Linked DNA regions of Sus scrofa: all the other regions are linked to region 3. Evidence: chromatin contacts called from public HiChIP or PLAC-seq data. All regions are on one chromosome and are shown on one strand. Each heading gives the region's core, a stretch centred on a gene start, on an enhancer-like site or on the middle of the called end of the contact. The rest is flanking DNA. Distances are from core to core; before and after follow the strand shown.

The links. HiChIP or PLAC-seq counts read pairs in DNA pulled down with a chosen protein or histone mark.
Region 1: an H3K27ac HiChIP or PLAC-seq map of alveolar macrophages shows a contact between it and region 3. The contact joins the promoter of TBC1D4 here to the enhancer-like site in region 3. A contact is called at or near these places in 3 of 5 promoter capture datasets (fetal liver, fetal skeletal muscle and liver), 19 of 47 Hi-C or Micro-C datasets (alveolar macrophages, blood, brain and 12 more) and 2 of 2 datasets of contacts at active chromatin or transcription factors (alveolar macrophages and skeletal muscle).
Region 2: a contact with region 3 is called in an H3K27ac HiChIP or PLAC-seq map of alveolar macrophages. The contact joins two enhancer-like sites. A contact is called at or near these places in 2 of 47 Hi-C or Micro-C datasets (fetal heart ventricle and subcutaneous adipose tissue) and 1 of 2 datasets of contacts at active chromatin or transcription factors (alveolar macrophages).

The regions. Positions count from the first base shown.
Region 1 is chr11:47,759,553-47,763,473 of Sscrofa11.1, reverse strand. It overlaps TBC1D4 (TBC1 domain family member 4), which reads left to right and starts at 2,546. Exons shown (of 20, transcript XM_021065670.1): 1 at 2,546-3,917. The coding sequence starts at 3,420.
Region 2 is chr11:47,715,882-47,719,826 of Sscrofa11.1, reverse strand. All of the region lies in intron 1 of TBC1D4 (TBC1 domain family member 4), which reads left to right. Among named protein-coding and RNA genes, the nearest start is that of TBC1D4, 43 kb to the left of the region's middle. Within about 2 kb of position 1,901, at least 16 of the 83 cell types and tissues checked have an H3K27ac peak or open chromatin away from gene starts, as enhancers often do. A contact at or near this core is called in alveolar macrophages, where this site is marked.
Region 3 is chr11:47,642,481-47,646,048 of Sscrofa11.1, reverse strand. All of the region lies in intron 1 of TBC1D4 (TBC1 domain family member 4), which reads left to right. Among named protein-coding and RNA genes, the nearest start is that of TBC1D4, 120 kb to the left of the region's middle. Within about 2 kb of position 1,973, at least 4 of the 83 cell types and tissues checked have an H3K27ac peak or open chromatin away from gene starts, as enhancers often do. A contact at or near this core is called in alveolar macrophages, where this site is marked.

The DNA of each region.
Region 1 (3,921 bases), core at 1,297-3,796, 120 kb before region 3:
GCGCCACAATGGGAACTCCCCTAGAATGTTTTCTGAGTTCCTTGGAAATATATATTACTACCTATGAAAGGGTGGGAAATCTCTACACTAGTTTTGGGCTGGGTAGATAAAATGAATAAAATATAATTTTTTCCCCCACATTTTAAGAAGTTGGCTGCACTAAGAGCTAGGACGATTCATGTTTGTCACAGCATGTTATATTTTAAAGTGAAACTGGAGTTAAAAATACTTTATTGTGGGAGTTCCCGTCGTGGCGCAGTGGTTAACGAATCCGACTAGGAACCATGAGGTTGCGGTTCGGTCCCTGCCCTTACTCAGTGGGTTAACGATCCGGCGTTGCGGTGAGCTGTGGTGTAGGTTGCAGACGCGGCTCGGATCCCGCGTTGCTGTGGCTCTGGCGTAGGCCGGTGGCTCCAGCTCCGATTCGGCCCCTAGCCTGGGAACCTCCATATGCCGTGGGAGCGGCCCAAGAAATAGCAGCAACAACAACAAAAAACAAAAAACAACAAAAAAAAACTTTATTGTGATCGTGTTCGCTGCTCTGCAGTTTTCCTGCAAGGCCGTTTCCTCTCAGAGCAGTTGTGAAGCAAAAGGCATAAAAGGGGAAATCTAAAAAAAAATTCTTCGGGAGCACTACTGACAAGGAAAGTTTGACTCTAGCAGTAACTGGTGATGGACTGTCCCCCAGGGCAGGGGGGGTGGGTGTGGGGAGTGGGGGGAGGGAGATGCGGTTCTGAAGATGAGGCAGGAAAGAAAGATGCGCCTCTTCGACCTGGAAGAGGTAGAGGCACGGGAGGGAGGGGCAGTGCTGGAGTCCCAGGAAGATCTGAAGCAGTTGCTGCTTCCAGTCCTGGACAGGCTGAGGGAGGGTATCGTGGCTCTCACCCCACAGCACGTGAGAGCGTTATCAGAGGACCAGGAGCGAGTTACGGAAGATACCATCCAAATGAAAGCGCAGTGGAGACCTCAGAGGAGAAGGCCTTGAATCACCTTTAGCATCCCAGGGAGGAGGCTGATGAAAGAGTGCCGGCCTTGCGCCGGAAGACGGAGGAGAAGGCCAAGGAGACCGCGAAGCTGGGAGCGATGTTGGCAGAGCTGGTTTGGCAGATAGAGAAAAGCAAATCATCCCTAAGGGTTCACAGCTGATAGACCCTGGTCAGCTAGTAAGGATGGGCTGACACCTGGAGAAATCGAAACAGCTTGTCCTTTTCTCTATCCTGTTTGTGTACGTTTTTACCACCATGTAACAGTCTCTCTGAGGATACGTGTTTGGTGACCTTGATATAAGTGTAGATTGTTCAGTGCATTTGGTTCTTGAAAAATAATTTTTGCTGGAAAAATACTCTCATAAGGGATAGGGGACTTTAAAGTTGTTTCAGTGCTCGTGTTTATTTTTGTTACTTTGTCCTGTTTTGGAAATGGTGGGTCTTGTACTTTGCTGTTACCCATGTGACCTGATTGTTTTCTGGGACCTTGGCAGACCCATGAGAAGACTTGGGGTCAGAATCTTCCAACTTGAGAGGTGCAGGGGAAGGCACTACTTGCATGTAGCTCCTGAACAATGAAGGAATGAGATTGTAGTTGGAGATGGAAGATTGTTGGGCCTGTATTTTGAAACTTGAATATCTCAGTGAGACATAGGAAGAAAGCTATATTTTGTGACATGTTGTCTTTGTGAGTATTGTAAAACCTGTCAGGTGAGTTTAGTTAGACAACCTACCTGATCCTAAGCGCCAAAAAAGTTTGAATAGGAAATGATGGAGCACGCTTTACTATTGTAATATCCTCACACATTACAGAGGTTTAAGAGTATGTCATCAAAGAGACAATCTACCAAGAGCCTTGAGAGGCTGGAGGAAGGAAAAGGCCCACCAAGTCCCTTCTAGTTCACCAGGTAGTAGACCTGACCAGTATTTGAGGTCAAAATCATACGTGGGCGTTCCCCTCCTGGCTCAGCAGAAACGAAATCTGACTAGTATCTGACGTGAATGCAGGTTGGATTCCTGGCTTTGCTCTGTGGATCAAGCATCCAGCGATGCCTGAGCTGTGGTGTAGGTCGCAGACCTGGCTCTGATCTGGTGTTGGCTGTGACGTAGGTCAGTGGCTATCCCTCTGATCCAACTCCTAGCCTGGGAACCTCCATATGCCGAGGGTGCAGCCCTAAAAAGACCAAAAAAAAAAAAAAAAAAACCAACCATGTACCAAGTGTTCATTTGCCTTGAAACACAAAGACCTAAAAAGCCTTTTCTGAAAAAATATTTTTTTTCGGATGACCAAAGCCCCTGTAAGTGCTAATAAAAAAAAATCATAGATTTCTTTTGCAGTGGAAAAAAATTCATCATGATTTCGTAATTTATTTTTTGAGATTATTAAGATATAAGACTCAAAAATTATTGTGCAGGTTTTAAAAAGAATTGAAACCAAGCAAGTATGATTTTTTAAAAAAGTCCCATTGCCCCATTGCGAGTGCCCCCCCTCCTCCAGGGGGCAGCAGAGATGCCCAGAAGAAGCTGGAGATCTCGGCGACTCTAGAAAAGCCGAGTTGGTCCGGGCACTGCCGGCGCCAGGCGCAAGACTGCTGCCCGAGGGGCGGATTGGAGGGGCGGTCTGGGGCCTGGGCAGAGAAAGAGGCGTAGAGGTGAATTCACAGATAAGCTTTTATGGACACGCTCTCTGCCCGCCGGACGGGAGGCGGGGTGGCAGCCGGATTAAAGCAGCAGCCTGGAAGGAAGGAAGGAGCGAGGGAGGGACGGGAACAGTTGGAGGAGGAGCAGCGAGCTGGGCTGCGGCGACTGGAGGAGGCGCGGCCCCCGCGAGGCCACGTTTTGTTTTTGTTATTTTCCAGCGAAAGAGTTCTCACAGGCCCTCGCTGAGTACCGATCCCGCCGAAGCTCCGCGGCCCCGACCTTCCAGGTGACAGCCGGTCACCCTGGTGGGAGTCAGCTCCGCCCCAAGTCATCCCCTCCCGCCCACAGCCCATTCCCCGCCCAGCCAGCCTCCCAGTGCCCGCCCGGGGCGAGCACGGCGGCCGCAGCGGCTCTGCAGCGCTGGAGCGGACGGCGACCTGCGGCGGCGCGGGGCCCTCGGCGTGGTCTTCCGACCCAGAGGAGTCGCGGACGAGGAAGGGGAGGTCCGGCCCTCGGCGCAAGCTGGAGAAAGGAGGATGACGATTTAACCCGCCCTCTCCTGCCAGTCCTGTTGCCTGGCGCTCCTCGGGTGCCCGCCGCCGGAGCCTGGGAGCCGCGCCCGGGGTAGTGCCGCATGGGGCAGGGCCGCTGAAGCGCGGAGTTCGGGGTCTCGCCAAGGCGGGCGCAGGGGCCCGACGCTGCAATTGGCACAGTTTCGGCGCGCTTCAACGCGAGAGCTGGGCGCGCGGCACGCCTATCCGACCGTCTCGGTGCCCTCGGGAGGTGCGAGTTATGGAGCCCCCCAGCTGCATTCAGGATGAGCCATTCCCGCACCCTCTGGAGCCCGAGCCGGGCGCTCCTGCACAGCTGGGCCCCGGGAAACCGGGCGACAAGCGGTTCCGGCTGTGGTACGTGGGGGGGTCGTGCTTGGACCGCAGGACCACGCTGCCCATGCTGCCCTGGCTAATGGCCGAGATCCGCCGGCGCAGCCAGAAGCCCGAGGCGGGCGGCTGCGGGGCGCCGGCGCCCCGCGAGGTGCTCCTGGTGCTCAGCGCGCCTTTCTTGCGCTGCGTCCCCGCGCCGGGCGCCGGGGCCGTGGGGGCCTCCTGCCCCGCGACCGCTCAGCCCAACCCGGCCGTGTTCATCTTCGAGCACAAGGCGCAGCACATCTCGCGTTTCATCCACAATAGCCACGACCTCACCTACTTTGCCTACCTGATCAAGGCGCAGCCCGACGACCCCGAGTCGCAGATGGCCTGCCACGTTTTCCGCGCCACAGACCCCAATCAGGCAA
Region 2 (3,945 bases), core at 652-3,151, 74 kb before region 3:
TTCGGAGTGAATGTATCTTTTTGAATGAAAGTGTTGTCTGGATATATGCTCAGGAGTGGGATTGCTGGATCATATAGTAGTTCTATATTTAGTTTTCTGAGGAACCTCCATACTGTTTTTCATAGTGGTTGTACCAATTTATATTCCCACCAACAGTGAAAGAGGGTTCCCTTTTCTCCATACCCTCTGTAGCGTTTGTTATTTGTTGAGCAAGTGACTTATTTCGTGGGTTGTTTGGAAAATAGAGGAGATTGTATCTATTCACAGAGATTTTGTGAGGAGTAAATGAGATCATGTACATAAAGGACCTAGCAAAATTTCTGGTTCTTAGGAAGCAATCAGTAAATGATTGTCATTAATACAATTCCCTTCCAGTTTTGGAATATAAAGTAAAACCCTTGTAAGTCATAATTAATTTGTATTATACATTAATATATTAATGCAATACTAATAAAACTTGAAATTAGGTTTATAAGCAAACATACAGACTGAAGTGATAAATGATCAACCCCAGAGCCAGAGGCATTTGATTTTATTTATTCTTTTGGCTTTGAGTTGTAAGTCTTTAGGAGGCTTATAGAAAAGCTGGGAAATACACCATGGTTTTTTTTTTTTTTTACACACCCAAGATTCCATGTTTCATCAAGGTGTTCAAGAAACTAAAGACATGAAACATGAACAAAACTTGACTTCTTATTTGCAACGTGAAATTATTCAACTTTTGGTGTACTTTTTTCTACTCTTTTGCGCTTGATGATTCTCTCCTCTAAATTGACGTTCACAGTATTTTATTTTTAACTGAGGAACACCATTTTATTTTTACCACCGCATTCTTCCACCTTTCCCCCAGCAACTCAATATTATTTGAGTTCCTTGAGTACTTAGAATGACTAACATCAGTGATTTCTTTGCCTTTGTTCTCTGTTACTCTTAACAGCTACTGATTTTTTCAGGTGTTTGTTTTTTTCCTAGTTTATCTGTTTATAAAACACATTAAACAAACTTCGGAAGTTACCCTCTTGTCATGCCTCTATGTTCTTGTAATTCCCACCGCCTGGATTCCAGAGGGGTCTCAAGTGCTTTGTGAGGCAGGTGAAGATACGTCATACCTTCAGCCTTATCTTTCCTGGTCTCTGTCGTTGCAATTAAACTCCACAACTGTCATGGCTGTGCTTCTGAGTAGGGACAGGACTCCCTGGCGAATACAAGAGGGAGCTTTCAGGTATGGGTAGAAGAAGGCATATCTCTTTTTTTTGTTTGTTTTGTTTTTTTGCTTTTTAGGGCTGCACCCGAGGCATATGGAGGTTCCCAAGCTAGGGATCGAATCAGAGCTGTAGCCGCTGCCTTACACCACAGCCTCAGCAACGCCAGATCTGAGCTGCATCTGTGACCTACACCACAGCTCATGGCAGTGACGGATCTGGAGCCACTGAGCGAGGCCAGGGATCGAACCCTCATCCCTCTATGCTAGTCTGATTCATTCCTGTTGCGCCACAACAGGAACTCCACCAAGGCTTACTGTCTCTGTTGGTGAGAGACAGAGCCTCGCTGCTTGTTCTGATGTACATTCTTCCTTTTCGCTTCCTTGGGAATCGCTGATGTAGAAAAAGGGAAGAGGGGAGTTCCTGTCGTGGCTCAGTGGTTAACCAACCTGGCTAGCATTCATGAGGCAGCCGGTTCGATCCCTGGCCTTGCCTAGTGGGTTAAGGATCCTGCATTGCCATGAGCTGTGGCGCAGGTCCCAGACGCGGCTCGGATCCTGAGTTGCTGTGGCTGTGGGTGTAGGCTGGCGGCTGCAGCTCTGATTGTACCCCTTGCCTGGAACCTCCATGTGCTGTGGGTGCTGCCCTAAAAAAAAAAAAAAAAAAAAAGGAAAAGGGAAGAGGAACCAGTCCTTCTCCTGCTGCTTCAGCTGTGACTTCAGCTTTGGAAGGGTGGCTGGAAAGCTGTCTGCTTGGTGCTCCATTGTCCTCTGATAGGAAAACCCAGCTCCTTTGTACTCTGGACACATTATAATGAGAGCTTGTCCAGCCATTTACTTGATCTTGCCCACCCTTGGCAGGGTGCTTTGAGTTAAATACAATTATGTTTTTGTTTTATGCAATGCTGTCTTTAGTACTTTCAGATGAGTCTAACCGAAACACTGAGACGCTTTATAAATTCACATGGAAAGTGCAAACCTCATCTTGTTTAAAACCAGACATCTGGCAAATCGAACTGCCTTTGTGTCTGTAATTCTAATTGTTATGTTCTTTTAGTTGGCTTTAGAAACGCTATGACAAATCTAGCCTTTTAGTTTCTTGATAGTTAAACTCAACAGGGAACAGGGCAGGTCCACAGTTATTTTTCAGTGACACACCCTGGCCACTGTCTTCCCTTCTCCATCTGCCCACATCCAACTAGGGGCCTCTCAGCTGAAGCAAAGTAGTTACTTACAAAAGCCCAGTGGAGCTCCGTAAAGCAACCTTCATAAAATAAGCAGAGCAATAGTACCATAGCAGGAGTTCCTATCATGGCTCAGCAGAAACAAAATCTGACTAGTATCCATGAGGACGCAGGTTCGATCCCTGGCTTTGCTCAGTGGGTTAAGGATCTGGCGTTGCTGTGAACTGTGGTGTAGGTCGCAGATGCAGCTTGGATCTGGCGTGGCTGTGGCTGTGGCATAGGCTGGCGGCTATGACCCCTAGCCTGAGAACTTCCATATGCCTTGGGTGCCGCCCTAAAAAGACAAAAAGAAAAAAAAAAGTTGTATGGTAGCAGTCTCTCTGCAGTGTGCTGTTTTTAGCAGAGACCAGGACCCAGAAAATAGTTCTCAGCTCTGATGGGATAGGAAGGATAGGAAATCTGCATTGTTTTCCTGTCATCTTTTGCTATTCCCCCCCCCAAATCAGTCATACTCTAATTTAAATGTTAGTTTTACATTACATTCCAGGACCAAATATAAGTGATTTTACGCTTGTCTTCTATTTTGGGGTCTTCTAGCATTGCCCTGTCTTATTACTGAGGATTATGAAGACCTTCTTAATAATAACATGACAACCACAGTGACTAATGTGTATCCAACTTAATTACGTGCTAGATGCTCTACGGAACATTTTATTTACTTCTAAGATGATTCTGTGGATGAGTTTTATTAGTAGCCCTGTTTCACAGAAGAGAAAACGGAGAGTTTAAGGGTTAAATGTGACATGGTTTTCACGTGGCAAAAACTAATACCACTTCCTCCTGACATTTTTGACATGAGGTTGCTTATTATATAATTGAGGAAGTACCCAAAACGTGTTCATCTAGTATATATTGTGATGTTTATAAATTGCCCAAGTTTCTTCTGAAGTCACTATTTGAGTAGCCCTAAAATAGAAATTACAACTAATAAATAATTAGCTCAGCTCTCTTTGAACGTTGATTGACCTTAAATATTGAGTATAGTTAAACTGTACCATTAAATACAAGATGTATAAGCATCTCATTTGTCCTCTTATGGGTGGAACAGACCCCAAAACTGTAACACAGATCAAATTGTCGTGGCTGCTGTCATGTAGGGGGGAAACTACATTGAGAACAGAGACTGTGATGATTGATTTTTTTTTTTACTGGCAGGATTGGGAAAGGCTGTAGAGTTGTCATTCTGTCTCTGGCTTTAACTGATCTTGTTAAAACTTGCAAATTAAATTGGTTCAAATTGTCATGACTACATACTTTTCCAGCAAAGTCAGTAGTGAACTCTGTCTGTGCATGTGGTACATAAATCTTCCTGGGTTGTGGCAAAGAAGAAATTATATATTTTTAATTTCTCCTTAGAGGGATTAAAAATATAAAGCTTTTAAGGTGCCTGTGTGTGTGGGAGCTATTTGATTTTTTCGGCAAGAATGCAGGTACTTCCACTTTTATTTTTTGAGATTGATTAGATTGCCCTCAACTTTTTTTTTTTTTTTTTTTTTTTTT
Region 3 (3,568 bases), core at 724-3,223:
GTCCCAGGGTGGAGAGAGCTAGGTTTGTGCTGAGCAAAGGCTAGTCATGACACAGTGCACTCATCCGGGTGGCTTTCAAGCGATCTGGTGACATTTCGGAGGCCTCAAAGGTAAAGTTTGGTTGCTCTGGGGGTCCTGTATTTACGCATTTGGTTTTAAGTCCCATGCCTGCCCGGGGCATAAGCAGAATGTGTTCTTGGAGTTCCCGCTGTGGCTCAGTGAGTTAAGAACCTGACATCGTGTCTGTGAGGATGCAGGTTTGATCCCTGGCCTCACTCAGTGGGTTAAGGATCTAGCATTGCCACAAGATCTGGTGTTGCTCTGGGCAGGACGTCAGACGGCAGCTACAGCTCCAATTCAACTCCTAGCCTGGGAACTTTCATATGCCACAGGTGAGGCTGTAAAAAGAAAAAAGAAGAAAAAAAAGAGAGAGAGAATGTGTCCTTTCCCCAGAACTCTGAAAGGCTCAAGCTTCTCATTCTTTTCTGTAATCAAAGATGACAGCGAGATGGGGTTGTCCAGATCACCTCCATCATTGTACACTTCCTGTGGTCTCTTTTAGCCAGGTCACACAAAGAAGAGAAGAGGAGGGGATGTCTTTTATATAGAGGAACAAAGAAGAATGTCTTTCAACAGCCAGTATCCGCTGTGAATAAAGGTCTTTTCTGATCAGAAACTTTCCTAGGTATGGAGTTCCCGTTGTGGCTCAGTGGTTAACAAATGCGACTCGCATCCATGAGGGTGTGGGTTCAATCCCTGGCCCCGCTCAGTGGGTTAAGGATCTGGCGTTGCTGTGAGCTATGGTGTAGGTTGCAGACGCAGCTCGGATCCCGCGTTGCTGTGGCTCTGGTGTAGGCCGGTGGCTAGGGCTCCGATTCGACCCCTAGCCTGGGAATCTCCATATGCCGCGGAAGCGGCCCAAGAAATAGCAAAAAAAGACCAAAAAAAAAAAAAAAAAAGAGAGAAAAAAAAAGAAAAGAAACTTCTAGGTAATATTCACCATACTCCCAAATGGAAAGAAGGAATGAGCGCCGAGGGGCAAGTGTTGACGCAGAATTTCATTGTGTTGGTTTTTCACGTCGTTGGGGGCAACACTGCATTATGACTCACGTTGTTTTCAGGAGTTTACCTCCCTGAACCCTGCGGGGGCGGTTGGAGGTGGAGCAGTCAGTGTGCAGGGACAGGCTTTTCCTTCACCTGCGGAAAGAGCAAGTCATGTCAGAGAGCGGTCATCTGGTTACCTGTGATTGCCCTTCCTTCCAGAAGAATTTTGGAGAGAGGCATATGTATGTTTTCCATGTGATCCTTGGGTAGCAGGTGGTTAGGACTTTAATTTGAAAAATGGAGACATTCTCCCCTTTAGGGGTTAATTATAGTGTTTACAAGTAACCGATGATAAAAGTTCAAGAATGTCCTATTCTGGAATTCCTGTTGTGGCTCAGCAGTAATGAACCTGACTGATAGCCATGGGGATGCATGCGGGTTCGATCCCTGGCCTCGCTCAGTGGGTTAAGGATCCGGTGTTGCCGGGAGCTGTGGTATAGGTCACAGATGTGACTCAGATCCTGTGTTGTTGTAGCTGTGGTGTAGGTTGGCAGCTGTAGCTCTAATTCGACCCCTAGCCTGGGAACTGCCATGTGGCGCAGGTGCAGCCCTAAAAAGACACACACACACACACACACACACACACACACACACACACACACACACACACGGACGTCCTATTCTGTTCATTTGCAAGATGCTCACTCACTGCTATTGTGGTGATATAAATATCTGAAGTAATACAGAACCAAAATAGGTTTCTGAGAAACCCGTGTTATTTGTTGCTTTTTGATAACATTATAGCTTTATCACCTGATCTCAGCTCGAGCTTGTCACATCCAGGTCCCTCTGGGCTTAGCCTCCTGTCCCTTGCCTCTTTTCCCGAGGCCTATTCCATTTCACAACCAAGCATTGCTCAAAAAGTTCTCAAGAGTTCAGACATTTCATAAAACTACTTGTCAAACGTCCAGTTTTAGCATTTTGTCTACATGACTCTAGTTCCGACTGTCATGATAAAGGATTACGTCCTGCTTGAAAATACCTAACAGATTAGATGTTATTAAGGCTGATATTGATATACTCTTGTTTTTTCAGTCTATTTTATTAACCTACTTAATTGCCAAATTTGTCTAATCAGTTAAAATTCCAGTTAATTTACTTTCCAGTGATTAATGCTGTAAGGCTAACATGGAAGCAGTGGTAATGCCATTTTATAAACAGTGGCATTTCTTTAGTATAAAAAAAACCTTGGATTTTTAGTTTGGGGGGGGTAGGAGGATGCGCTGGGGTTGTGGGATGGAAATCCTATAAAATTGGATTGTGATGATCATTGTACAACTATAAATGTAACAAATTCATTGAGTAATAAAAAATAAAATAAAATAAAAATGCAAAAAAACCACCTTTATTTTTGGCTTTTTGCTTGGGTAAACTAGTTCATGTGGGAAAGCGCCCTCTAGCGTTTGTTAGAGTAAGTACAAATGGTATTGAACTGCATACTTTTTTAAAAAAGATGTTATTTCTTTAGGGCATTTTAAGGCCCACAAATAAAATGGAGCGGAAGGTACAGAGAACTTCCATCCACCCCCTGCCTCCCCACATACCAGCATCACTCTCCAGAAGTGTCCATTTGTTTCCAAAGGATGACCCTACGCTGATAACGTCTTAATCACCCAAAGTTCCTAGTTTACCTTAGGGTTCACTCTTGGTGTTGGGCATTTGGGATTTGGACACGTTTATAACGACATATATCCATCATTATAATATCATACGGAGTATTTTCACTGTCCTAAAATTCTCTGTGCTTTTGCCTCCCCCTTCCCCCATCCCTGCCACCACTGACCTTTTTATTGTCTCCGTAGTTTTGCCTTTTTCGGAATGGCATACAATTGGAGTCATACAACATGGTAGCCTTTTCAGATTGGCTTCTTTCACTGAATAATACACATTTAAGTTTCCTCCATCTTTTCATGGCTTGAGAGCTTGTTTCTTCTTTGGCACTGCTTAGTATTCCGTTGCCTGGAGGTCTGACAGCGTATTCCTTCACCTGCTCAAGGATGTCTTGGTTGCTTCTAAGTTTTGGTAGTCGTGAATGCAGCTGCTTAAGATGTCCATGTGCCAGTTGTTAAGTGGGTGTAAGTTTTCAGCTCCTTTGGATAAATACCATGGAGCAAGATTTCTGGATCATGTAGTAAGAGTATGTTTAGTTTTGTAAAAACAACAACAAAAACGAGTGTGTTTTGTTTTGTAAGAAATCACCCGTTTTCCAAAGTGACTCAACCATTTTGCATTCCCACCAGGAATGTATGAGAGTTCCTATTGCTCCACATCCTTGTCACCATTTGGTGCTGTCGATGTTCCAGATTTTGGCCACTAATAGGTACGCAGTGGAATCTCATTTCATTTGCATTTCCCTGATGACAGAAGGTGTGGAGCTTCTTTTCATAATGCTTGCTTGACATCTGAGTATCTTCTTCTGGGAGGTGTCTTAAAGTCTTTGGCCCATGTTTTAATCATATGGATT